Regions from separate parts of the Triticum aestivum genome. Here region 1 is linked to region 2. Evidence: chromatin contacts called from public Hi-C data. All regions are on one chromosome and are shown on one strand. Each heading gives the region's core, a stretch centred on a gene start, on an enhancer-like site or on the middle of the called end of the contact. The rest is flanking DNA. Distances are from core to core; before and after follow the strand shown.

Region 1 (5,885 bases), core at 2,833-5,332, 610 kb before region 2:
TCGAGTTTTTTTCCTTCTATTTCTAGTTGTGCTTGTTTACAAATTGTTTCGAAAGTGGTTTGATCTACCTTTCACGGGGTACCACTAAAGAGAAATCTTGAGCAACATACTTGATTCATAACAGAGCTAACTAGTAAAGCTTAGCTGATTAAAAAATTAAACAGGATATCAACGACTGAAATAGTATAAACATAAGAGAGGAAAGCAAAGACATACCCATCGCACGGTAATCTTTTCTCTTCCTCCTCTGTTCACCTCAATAGGACGACGACCTGATAGGATTTCCAGGAGCAAGATGCCGTAAGAGAACACATCACTCTTGACTGTCAGATAGTTTGTCCGCAGATACTCTGGATCCACATAGCCAGCTGTTCCTTTCACATCAGTTTGAATCTCTGACTGGCCTGGATCTGTTGAACCAATTCTTGCAAATCCGAAGTCGGCTACTTTTGCCCTGAAGCCTTCAGTTAGTAGAATGTTTGATGACTTCACATCCCGGTGTATAATGGGCTTCTCTAAAAGCATAAGATTGCATTATAATTTAAGAAAAGATATATGCAAATCGCCAGCAGGAACGATCAAATTACAATGCGTCTTTTTACCTGTGGATGCATCAAAATACTAAAGAGCAAAAGTATGTTATACAAGTTTACTTCTATTGAATAGATAATTTTATATTCATGCAGTTAGCTAAATCTTGCATTTAAATGGAGGACACACAAAAGAAATCTAGTCACGTGGCTGATCCTTGTGATTCACTAAATTCATAATTTAGGTCGCGCATGCAAATTAGGATTGTGTGCCCTTGTTAAGCATAGCCTCAAATTCTTGTGACTGTTAAACTTGCACAGCAAATGCTTATTTGCACGCACTCTTAAAACACGTTAGGCCCACTTAATAAAAAGCTGGAGTACATGTACATGACATTTTCTCAAGGCAACGGACAGCCAAAATAATTTCCAAAAACGTATGCCATCATGACAGCTGACAGGTACCACAAATTATTAACTTCCAGTGCAGCAAGAATACTTTGTTCATGTGTTTCGTTACTGCTGAGGTAAATTCCTTAACATGTGACTGAATCAGAATAAAAAGTAGAACCATTTGATTAGTGTTTTACTTGACAGTTCTATAGTCAGCAAATGAAAACATGTAGGCAAAGGTGTACCTGCATATAGATGCAGATAAGTCAATCCATGGGCAACATCTATGGCTATTTCAAGCCGCTGACTGAAGCCCAATATTAGCCCATGTTGTCCTGAAAGACAATATAAAAATGTTACTGTTCATCCTGAGAAGGAATCAAATAAAGCAGCAATCTGGTTTGCAGCATACCATCCAAATGTTCCCTAAGAGTGCCATTTGACACAAACTCGGTTATGACAATTCTTTCATTCCCTTTGTCAATATATCCAAGTAACTGGACCAGATTCCTGTGTTCGATTTTTTTTAGTAGTGCAATTTCATTTTTGAATTCTGCATGTAAAGAAGCAAAATGTTCCTGGGAAAATAGACCATATCAGAATCACAACTCAAACAGCGGTAAAAAGAAGTGAAGGTACCCAATTATTATCAACAGCTATCCGGATTGCGGAGAGGAAAAAAAAATCCGACTAGTGAACAGGCTTACACAACACATAAAAGATATAAGAGCAATGCACAACTACTGGAATGAAGAATGCAATGCAGCATGTTTTATTGATGCATAACCCTGTTATTCTTATGTTGGTCTACGCACATATGGATCAATCAACAACTGGGTCTACCTAAACATGCATTAGCCAATTTCTTGTTCTTTCTTGATTCCACCCAAGAGAGAGCAGTGGATGATAAGCTCAGTAAACAATCTAAAAATGTTTCAGCCCAAACAGGACTTCTTCTCTCTGAAACAAGCGTCGAAAGGCGTGCCATTGTATATTACAAACCATCCACAGTGACTTTGACCCAAACGACCAAAAAGAGGCTAGCAGCCTCCCCCAAAAGGGAGAAAAAACTAACTATACAAAACCTGAACAAACCTAGAAAATTCGACAGAAAACAAAGCTAAGCTAGACAAGGAAAGCTAGGCTGGAGTATAATAGAACTTCTAAACCTCATGAAGTGTCGTGTCTAATTAGGCTTTTAGCTAAACCTAATAGAGTGGAATTAAAGCAACCAGAATAAACAATAATAGTTCAGTCATTGTACTTATGCAAATCTCTAGTTTAGTTGCCAGAAAAAATAAACTACCTTTCTTGCCCTTTTAATAGCCACAACAAGGCCATTTTGCAAGTCCATTCTGTAGGCCTTTCCAAAATAACTTTCGCCAATCATCAAGGCCGGTGAAAAGTTACGTGTCAGTTTAATAACAGTTTCAAGACTGAGGTTCAATGGATCATTTCTACTTGGCGGTGAAGATAATGAAAATCTAGATGGACTTGCAGGTACCCGAAGAGGGCTCGAGGGAATTCTGTCAGAAATTGACCTCATTTCAGAAGAACTCACTGAAAAAGGAAGGGAACAATATGTCAAACGGTGGCAAAGTGTTGATAACCACAAAATTTGCATTTAAATTTCATCACAAAAAATAAGTTAGGCATTGATTCAGTGTGTTAACAGGTTTCATGACCCGTATATGAAAATTCGTCATTTTGCTTACAGGAATTTCCGTCTTTTGCAAGAACAGGATCTTCACTTCCATCCTTCCTTTTTGAGCGAAAACAGGGGCACAAGGATTCAAAGCACACAAGAAACATTTCTGTAGCTGTAGCGGCTACCATAACGTTATCTGTCTCCGGTCCTCCAGTAAAGAAGTGTGCTGTGCCTCATTTGTATCCGATGTCCCAAATTAGCACGCTGACGGACACAATAATTTGCCTCCAGACCTATCTCACTTTAGGCCACAAGTTGTCCAAAATATACCTCCAAATCTCTCACACCTTAGACCAAGAGTTCTCCAAAATCTGCCCCCAAGCGTATCTCACTTCAGAGCAATACTTGTCCTCTTTTCCCTTGTAGTGGTACAGTGCTACAATGCAAACAGCAAATGTGTAAAAGATTTAATTTAGTCATTTGTGATGAATGAATAAAGGAATAGCTAGTACAACTCGAGAGATGACATGATCATAACTGGTGAGTAAATGAATTATCCTCCTAACCAATAACGAAACTGCCTCCCTTTCCATTCTTGTCATTTGCCACAAAACATCTACAACTGATACTTTTACATGTAGTACAACACTGGGGCCTTTGCATATTTATAGTAAGCAACTTGACAATGCACGCAACTAACAAACATAGATGACAAAACAAGACCACCACTCTAGACAAAATTGCACTTATAGACAGATCGAACTAGCCATGAGAGACAAATTCACCCATGTGTCAACTGAAAGCAGTAAGGGGAAGCAAACAAAAAGGATTGAGACGGCGCCCCGTACGATTACCGAACCTGGCGTCCCCTAGCACAATCACAGCAAAACTGGAGCTTGATGGAGCCTTATCCGCAGCCCTGTCAGTTTCAGAAACAACACCGCGACAGGCCCCGCTTCTATAGCTCCCAGATTAAACACGCGAGCTAGCGGCTGCAACAAGTAAAGCATCGAGAAGCGCAGCCCTACGCCTACAGAGAAATCCCACAACAGAGAAGTAACCCCAAGAACCAAGAACGCGGCACTAGGCTAGCGACCATTGCGACAGGCGGTGCGGCAGAGGCGAGCTAGCAATCAAGCAGGGAAGCAACCTAACCACGCGCAGAGGAAGCATCATCGCAATCGGCCTCGGGGAGCTCGGAGGAAACGGGGACTCACCGGAGGATATAGGCAGCTATAGCTGAGCCACCGCGCGCCGAATGCTCCGCCACCGCGGAAGCCACAAGATCCAGGCTGAGACGTGTACGCGGAAATGGCGAGGAAGGCGCCGACCGGGACAAGGATGGCGCCTTTGGTTTGATCGGATCTTTGGTGGGGCGGGATGGAAACCGTGTGCGAGGACCGGAGGGAGCGAGAGGCCGCCGAGACGAGACCGACGACCCGGGCGGGGGGAGGCGACTGGTAAACGACGCCGACGGAGGGAATTTTTTTTCTGTGGCGCCACTTGCCGCCAGGGGTGGGTCTGCCCCGTTTTGTCAGTGGGAGTGCGGCTGGTTGGTGATGGGAGGCGTACGACCCTGTCGCTGCGGGTGGGTGCCGCGGCAGCCGCAACGGCGTGTACTCCTTTGGTCCACCCCGAGGTTTTTTTTCTTGAACATCACTACTACAGACACAAGCGTTCATATATATACGCGCATACACTCATTCTACGAACACACACATACATCCTACCCCTATGAGCATCTCCAAAAAACTGAGCCGGCACAGGTTAGCTGAGGATGCCAGTCCCTCTAATCATCCAACCACAGGTTGGTTCGTACCCCGAGGATCCTTCGAGGCATGCTACTCTGTTAGGGCATCACAACGGAGCCAAATTCACTATTGTGACCCTTATGCAAAAATTTAGCATGATTTGATCCTGTTTGTAAAAAAAGTTTGTATCTAATCATTTTCTTACCGTCGTAGATGTTGGTAGTAGAATATAACGGGTTATCTTCATGGTCAACGGCAGTAGGCTTCTGATCAACGCGATGATGTGGCAAGTGGCTACCGCCATAGTAGCACCTGGGGGGACCTGAATGCTATAAATAGTGTGTGTTGCAAATTCTTTTTGTTTGGTTTGTTTTTTGCCCAATAAAAATGATAAAAATAGTCTAATTAATGTTAGATATGAATTATTGTCAAAAATATTTTTTTACTTGTCTGTAACTATTCTTTTTTTAGAGTATCTGTAACTATTCTCTTGACGGTTGATGGATTGAGATAATTTTGACCATGTAAATCTTTACCTAATAATAAAGAGATTTGGATTTTTGTACATACGTCATAAAAAATACCCTCGAAGTTGGCAAAAATTACCCACCAATGCCACCCATAAGTGGTAAAAAACGATTCACGCAGGTTCTGGTTTATATATGCTGAGATCCCCTAATATAACACGAAGATATGCTGAGCACAGTGGCCAGCGCCGCGCGACTCCACTACAAAGATCAGGGTTTGATCCCCAGCCTGCCCACTTTTTATCTCTCCTTTTTTCTTTCGCAAGCGCGCCTACTCCTCCCGCACACGGTAATGGGCTGGCCCATTTGCAGGCTGCAACGCCTCTGTTTTCTATTTCATTTTTTGCTTTCACGTTCTCATTTCTGTTTTAGTTTTTTCTTCTTTAAATTTATTCGTGATTTCCAGAAAAACAATATTTCAAAAAAAGTCTTGAAAAATTATAAACTGTTTGTGAATTAAAAAAACATTCGGAAAATCATAAAATGATCATGATTTCAAAAAATTGTTCACGTATTATAAAAAACTATTACGATTTCAAATAAATTTTCAGGAAATAAAAAACGTTCATGATTTTTAAAAAATATCCAATATTCGAAAAACATTAGAGAATTAAAAAAATGTCTATTAAAGTTTGGAATATGTTCACAAGAATTAAAACAGATCCATAAATAATGAATATAACGAACCGTCGCAGGAGATCTGTAGGGGTCGCTTCATGATTGTATTCAGTCCCTCGATTTTGGATAAAAAAAAGTTTTTCATGTCTTGTACAACGCTGAGCCCTCAAAAATTGACACAACTTTCTATAGGTTAATTTTTATAAGCTATATAAAAATGACTAAATTTCTATTTTGCATTCATACACAGCTATATTTTTTTGGTACCACATTACTGATTATTATAAACACCGCTACGCTAGGTCAAGGCGAGGCACTCACTCATCAATCTAGCTCATGCAGTGTCCATCAATGTAGTTTGATCATCGACATTTTTTTCGTTGTGACGCGTTAGAAAATCAAGTCGTGATGAGACCAT
Region 2 (5,840 bases), core at 3,128-5,627:
AACTTGAAGCAAAGAATTGTACTCTTGAATATAACAACACAATAGAACTTCAGTTAGAGATAATAATGCCCAAACAAGCACACCTTTCGACATACCATTTCATACACCATCATTAACATTTCCCTTCAAGAACTCCAATGCCTTCAAGGATAAAAATAGTCACCATATACATATAGATAGATAGTACATTAAACTATGGTACCAATGAAGTATGAACTGCAAGCAGATCTCTACAAAATAAATGACCAAGAATCGTCAAAAACAATCTATGAATATAGGCAACAAGAAAAGAAATCTCACTTATATATTCACAAATTTTGGGTTTCAACACATGCACCATGGCAATCTTTGGTAAAATAGGAAAAATGCTCATAATTATGTATTAGTCATAGTTCAGGTATGTAAGTTTTAGTTTTGTTGGACAATTATTTGTATGGCTCCATTGAGCAATGACTAGTTTTGATATCCCCAACATGAATCCCTAGAAACATGATATAGATACTTCTTGTTGGAACAAAAATGAATCAAAGGATTGCTCTATATTTAGGAAGCAATGTTACATGTTTGTGTGCGCACAACATAACAAAAGTCTGAAATCTCTCAAAACAACAGTGTGTATCACCCAAAATAGATTTGATAGTTTCACAACCAACAAGATAAATCAAAACCAGTCTAGAGCAGCAGCAGGGAGAGGGGCAGAGATATGACCTTGTGTAGGGAGTAGTCGAGGTCAAGATCATGACGATGTCCTCATCAAGCTCATCGGCTTGCGCTTGGGTCCCGGTACAGAGAAGGCACGGCACAATGCACCGCGTGCACCTCATGGCCATTGGGCGTGGGAAGACCGTCCATGAGGCGGGCTGAAAATTCTTAAATTCTAAAAGGTTCTGCATCAAAAACTAATCATACAAACTGAATATTAAGACAGTTTCACTGCTTGGTGCTCAGCTAACAGCGGCAAATTGATCCTAAACAGCGGCAAATTAAGAAATTCACATGCCTTTTCTATGTAGAACACCACCAACTGCAAAAAGGAAGTAAATCCAGAGAAGCAGAAGAAGCTACCAGCCTAAGTTAATTTGTCCACGCCGGACACCACCGGAAGCTGTGCTCCTTCATCGACAAAATACAAATTTAGATACAGGTTCAAATAACAATTCATGGCCAAATAAAATAATCAGATATGTGGATCATACCTCCCCGTGGTATCTAGGGAGACCTTCCTATTGAGCAACATTATGTCACGTAGGCGCATCCAGTTTCTGCATTAGTAGGGAATAAAGCACTACCCACTGCATGGCAATCAATTGGCATAAACTGACACAGATTTATCAACTTTACTCTCCAGACATAAAGCGACTATAATACTACTACTTGTTACCGATTAGAATTCAAAGTTTAGGCATCAGGCAGTAGTAAGCGAAGATGAACATCTAGCAAGGAAAAAAAGGTCTCTCCACAAAGTAGGCACATCAAAGTAATTCATAAAGCAAATCATGCGAAACATATTAAGGTGTAGTAGTAAGACGGCAGAGACGTTCCTGATTCAGAGAGGATGTGCTGAGTGATATAGAGAGAGAAGATAGAGGAAGGGAGTGAGGGCATCCGCCAACGCCACTGTTCCTCATTGCTGCTATGCCTATGCCGATCTGGTGGTCGCGTGCCCAGGCCTGCTCCGCTGCCGCTCAACCAGACATGCCCCGGATGGGAGGAGGCGACAAAGCTCGAGTAGTAGCACACGGAGGCCGAAACCCTAGCAACGGGGGAGGGTTCCTCGCCACCGCTAATTGCCCCAAGCTGCGACGAGTCACTGGAGGCCGCTAGAGCCTCGCCGGCGACGAAGGGGAAGCCGCGCCCAAAACCCTAGCCATGGCTGAGGGTCGGGAGCGAGCGTGGGAGGTCTCTAACGATGGATTTGGACTGATGGGAGGAAGGAGAGGGGCGAGGGGAAGTCCTTGGTGTGCCACCTGCCGCCGGGACTCGCGGGAATCGGCTGGCATGGGTGGTGGCGGCAGCAAGGGGTCGCGGGATGAGAGAGATCTCACCAAAGAGGAGATGAGGGAAGGCTTGCGTGCGAGCGATAAAAAGAGCAGTGATCGATGGCCCATCACGTTTAACTTTTCTCCTTCGGCACAGTAGTAGAATTGATGTGGCATAGGCCAGAAGGCGCCCTTGTAGCGACCGTTATTGTGTTTGATGCCTAAGGTGGTCATAGTGGGGAGTATTATACTAGTATCATGCATATGATACTAGTGTATGATACTACATCTATACTACCTCCGTCCGGGATTATTAGGCCCATTAGCCAAAACACATGGACCAAGGCAAAGCAATAATAACCAGCAACGCTTTACAGCAGCAGCCAATCAAATCACGGGCAGCTTTGCATGCAGCTAGGTGCCTCGTTCACTTTGCATGCAACCAATCCAGCACCTGCCAGCATTTACAGCAGGCAGCCCATTTGCCTCTTGGGTTTCTGCATGCCGCTACCCACGCGCATCACTAGCCAGTCAAGCACAAGTCTAGCGGCCGGATCAAGGAAAAGTAACTGCCTATAGCCAGCGGCCTTGAAAAAACGTACATAGCTTCTTGGCTCACCGGACTTATATACCCGGACGGAGGTAGTAGTACATAGTATCATAGATTAGTATCATAGGTGGTCTCATTTATTGCCATGCATGACACATAGTAGCATCACACTTACTACCTCCGTCCTGGTTTATATGTCCTTTTTGTAGTTTGTGCCAAATTTTGACCAAAGATTTAACTAACAAAATGTTAATGCATGTCAACAAAAAATATACCGTTGGATTCGTGTTTGAACATAGTTTTCAATGTAATAATTTTTTGTGACATGCATGAATATTTTGTTAGTTCAATCTACGATCAAAATTTGGCACGAAATACAATGGAGACCAATAAACCAGGATGGAGGTAGTATTATGTTACGATATCTATCTACTCTCTCTGTCCAGGTTTATTAGACCTCTCAGCATCATAAACATGTCCTTTTTTATAAGGCCCCGCTTTGGAAAGGCGCATGCGTGCAACCATTTCATTGGTTGCATTGAAAGCCATTGTTGTTAGTGCCATGGCTGAAAAATTAATGCACTTCATGCATGCTTTTTCATTGGCTGCATGCATATGAGAGAGTGCATCGGGAGTGGAATAGAAGAATTAATGTGAGTAAATTACTATGTGTCTTGGTTTAAGAGAAGTTGTCTTTAGGCCTAAGGCTGGCCATAATGGGGTAACATAACTAGTATCATGTACTTGAGACTCGCAAACATGCTTATGTGGCAAACAATTAAAGAAGAGAGAGAGGATCATAGTAACATAGATAGATACCGTATCATAATAAATGTTATGCTAATATGTGTCATGCATGTCAATAAATAAGACCATCTATGATACTACTTTATGAGACTAACCACAATGAGTAGTAACTAGATATGTTACCACTTTCATCTCTTTCTTCATTTATTGCATGCCACATCATCTATTTAACCTATATATGTGTGATGTTACTACCTATGTTATTCCCACTGTGGGTAGTCTGATATTATGCACTATGAATGTAGTATCATACACCAGTATCATACAGTATCATATGATGATACTAGTATATGTTACTCCCCACTATGAACAGCCTAATAAACCCGGACGGAGGGAGTATGTTACTATAACCATCTCTCTTATTTAATTCTCTGCGACATAAGCATGTTTGCGGGTCCTAAATACATGATACTACTTATGTTACCCCACTATGGCCAGCCTAAAACCGGTTTGTAGACCATCGTTTCTGATACAAATGCCTAAAACCGGTTGTTCAGGCGAAAGTCATCTTCATGCTCAGGTAGTTACCCTATTGGGATATGGTTTGTTGAGATGCTCTATTGCCCGATGTGTTTTCTCACCGCAACAAAAAGCAACATCGAACGTGTTTTTTTTTAAGAATTGACACATGGGGCTGCTGACTCGCACGCGATAGTAGTACCTCTGTACGACGAGTGTACCAGCGAGAGGCGATAAATAGCAAAACTGCGCTCGTAAAGCCGCGGGCCCCACGTGCAACCCCGCACAACGAACAGCCCTCTTCGGGGTCACAAAACCGGCAGCACATTCCGGGGTGCCGTGCGCCCGCCCGCCACGGTGGTGCCCCACCTCCTTTGCCTTATCCCTTCCGCTTCCCGGTGGCCCCCAACCCCTCGCTTAGCACCCACCATCATCCGTTTCCGCCGTGTCACCGCCAGTGGGTCCAGAAGGTCCGCGGGCCCCGCATGTCAGTGACTAAACGTTCGTAGCCCAGCGTACCGTCCCAGCGCTCCGCGACACGTGGAGCTCGCCCGCTGCTCCCCGGCGCTCGCTATAAGCCATTTTTCCTCCCTCCCCACCTTTCCTCCTCCCTCCCCACTCGTGGCCGGACCTGACCTGACCTCGCGTCGTCACTGTCGCTCGCGAGACTTCGCCGGATTGGAATCAGATACGACACGACGGCGACGATTTCAGCCGCCGACTCCGTCGAGCTCCGCTAATCCGTGGCTCGGCCCAGCATCAGGTCGCTCCGGTGGCCTGATTCGACGCCCGATCAGGTAATTTCACCTCCTATGCAATAATAACTAACTTTAGGCGCGAGTGCGATTCTCTCGGCTGCTGCTGATTTCGTCCAGCCTCCGACGTGCTCTCCTCCGTCTCTGCTCTGATCCTCCCGTCTTCGGTTATTCCAATCCAGATATTTGGGCATTTTTGCACTTCGTTCTGCCTGCCGTCCGCGATTTGCAGAGCTTGGTGCGGACGGAACATTCGATACTGTTGCATATTCATCCGCAGGGGTTGGTTGCTCTGTTCGTGGGGCTCAATTGCGTGTAGGATTGGTTGGCGGTATGTGGTGATTGGACGCCCAGGCTCAGTTGCGTGAGAGATGAACACTTCACTCGAAACCGACCACTTGCATTAGAATCGATTGCGTGGGGGTTTGGTTTTGTCTGACTGCGTCTGCATACAATCTTTCTGATAGTAATTCCCTTACTGCAGTGCAACTCAAGCTTATTGATTATATTGACAATCTTCTGATAGTAACTTCCTTGCTGCAGTGCAACTCAAGCTTATTGGTTATATTGACAATCTTCTGATAGTAATTTCCTAGCTGCAGTGCAAGTCAAGCTTATTGATTGTATTAATTTTATTGATGATGCAGGATGGCGTTGAAGAAGGCCAAGTCGTAGTCACGCCTGCAATTAATGCTAGAGAATCAAGGTGTCCGGGAAGAATATGCACCTTTGAGTCTGCCCATGGTCTGTGACACTGTACATCCATCCATAGACTTGAGGCAGTGATCAGGTTTTGTTCAGTGCAAGAACTCGCCATGGGCAGTGCCTGCTCAAGGAACAGAGGCCAAGTGGTCCATGAGGATCAACTGTACAGCGTCAAGTTCTCCAAGAGCGGCAGCTTCAAATGGCTGCTGCACACGCTGTCACGCAGCAGCTCTGATGTGCTCCGGAAGGCGCAGGGACCGGGCCCAGGTCGCCGCCCGTCACTGGTGGAACTTTGCGTGGCCAGAGTCCGTGAGGTAGTCATGTGAACTCGTATGTTCAGAGTTTGGCGAAGCAATGCCTGTTCTTGGCTGAGTTTATGTGGGTGATTGCAGGACATAAGTAGGTATTCAGATTTCTCCATGCTGCCTAGGGATCTTAGCCAGCAGATATTCAATGAACTGGTGCGGTGTAGCTACATCACCGAGGAGTTGCTGGGAGCTTTTCGCGACTGTGCTTTGCAGGTGAAATTTTGGTACCTGTTTGGTTAACTGTTTCAAATGAAATAGACAGTGATGTTTTATCTTA

What was found. A called contact is a pair of places that touch in the nucleus more often than the background predicts.
Region 1: a contact with region 2 is called in a Hi-C map of leaf, with 4 times the contacts expected there. The contact joins the promoter of LOC123045957 here to the promoter of LOC123045954 in region 2. A contact is called at or near these places in 3 of 5 Hi-C or Micro-C datasets (all in leaf).

The regions. Positions count from the first base shown.
Region 1 is chr2B:548,364,376-548,370,260 of IWGSC CS RefSeq v2.1, reverse strand. It overlaps LOC123045957 (calmodulin-binding receptor-like cytoplasmic kinase 3), which reads right to left and starts at 4,082. Exons shown (of 7, transcript XM_044469209.1): 1 at 3,789-4,082; 2 at 2,639-3,007; 3 at 2,230-2,483; 4 at 1,336-1,501; 5 at 1,169-1,258; 6 at 217-515. The coding sequence starts at 2,759.
Region 2 is chr2B:547,755,768-547,761,607 of IWGSC CS RefSeq v2.1, reverse strand. It overlaps LOC123045954 (putative adenylate cyclase regulatory protein), which reads left to right and starts at 4,377. Exons shown (of 16, transcript XM_044469206.1): 1 at 4,377-4,592; 2 at 5,198-5,569; 3 at 5,648-5,776. The coding sequence starts at 5,366.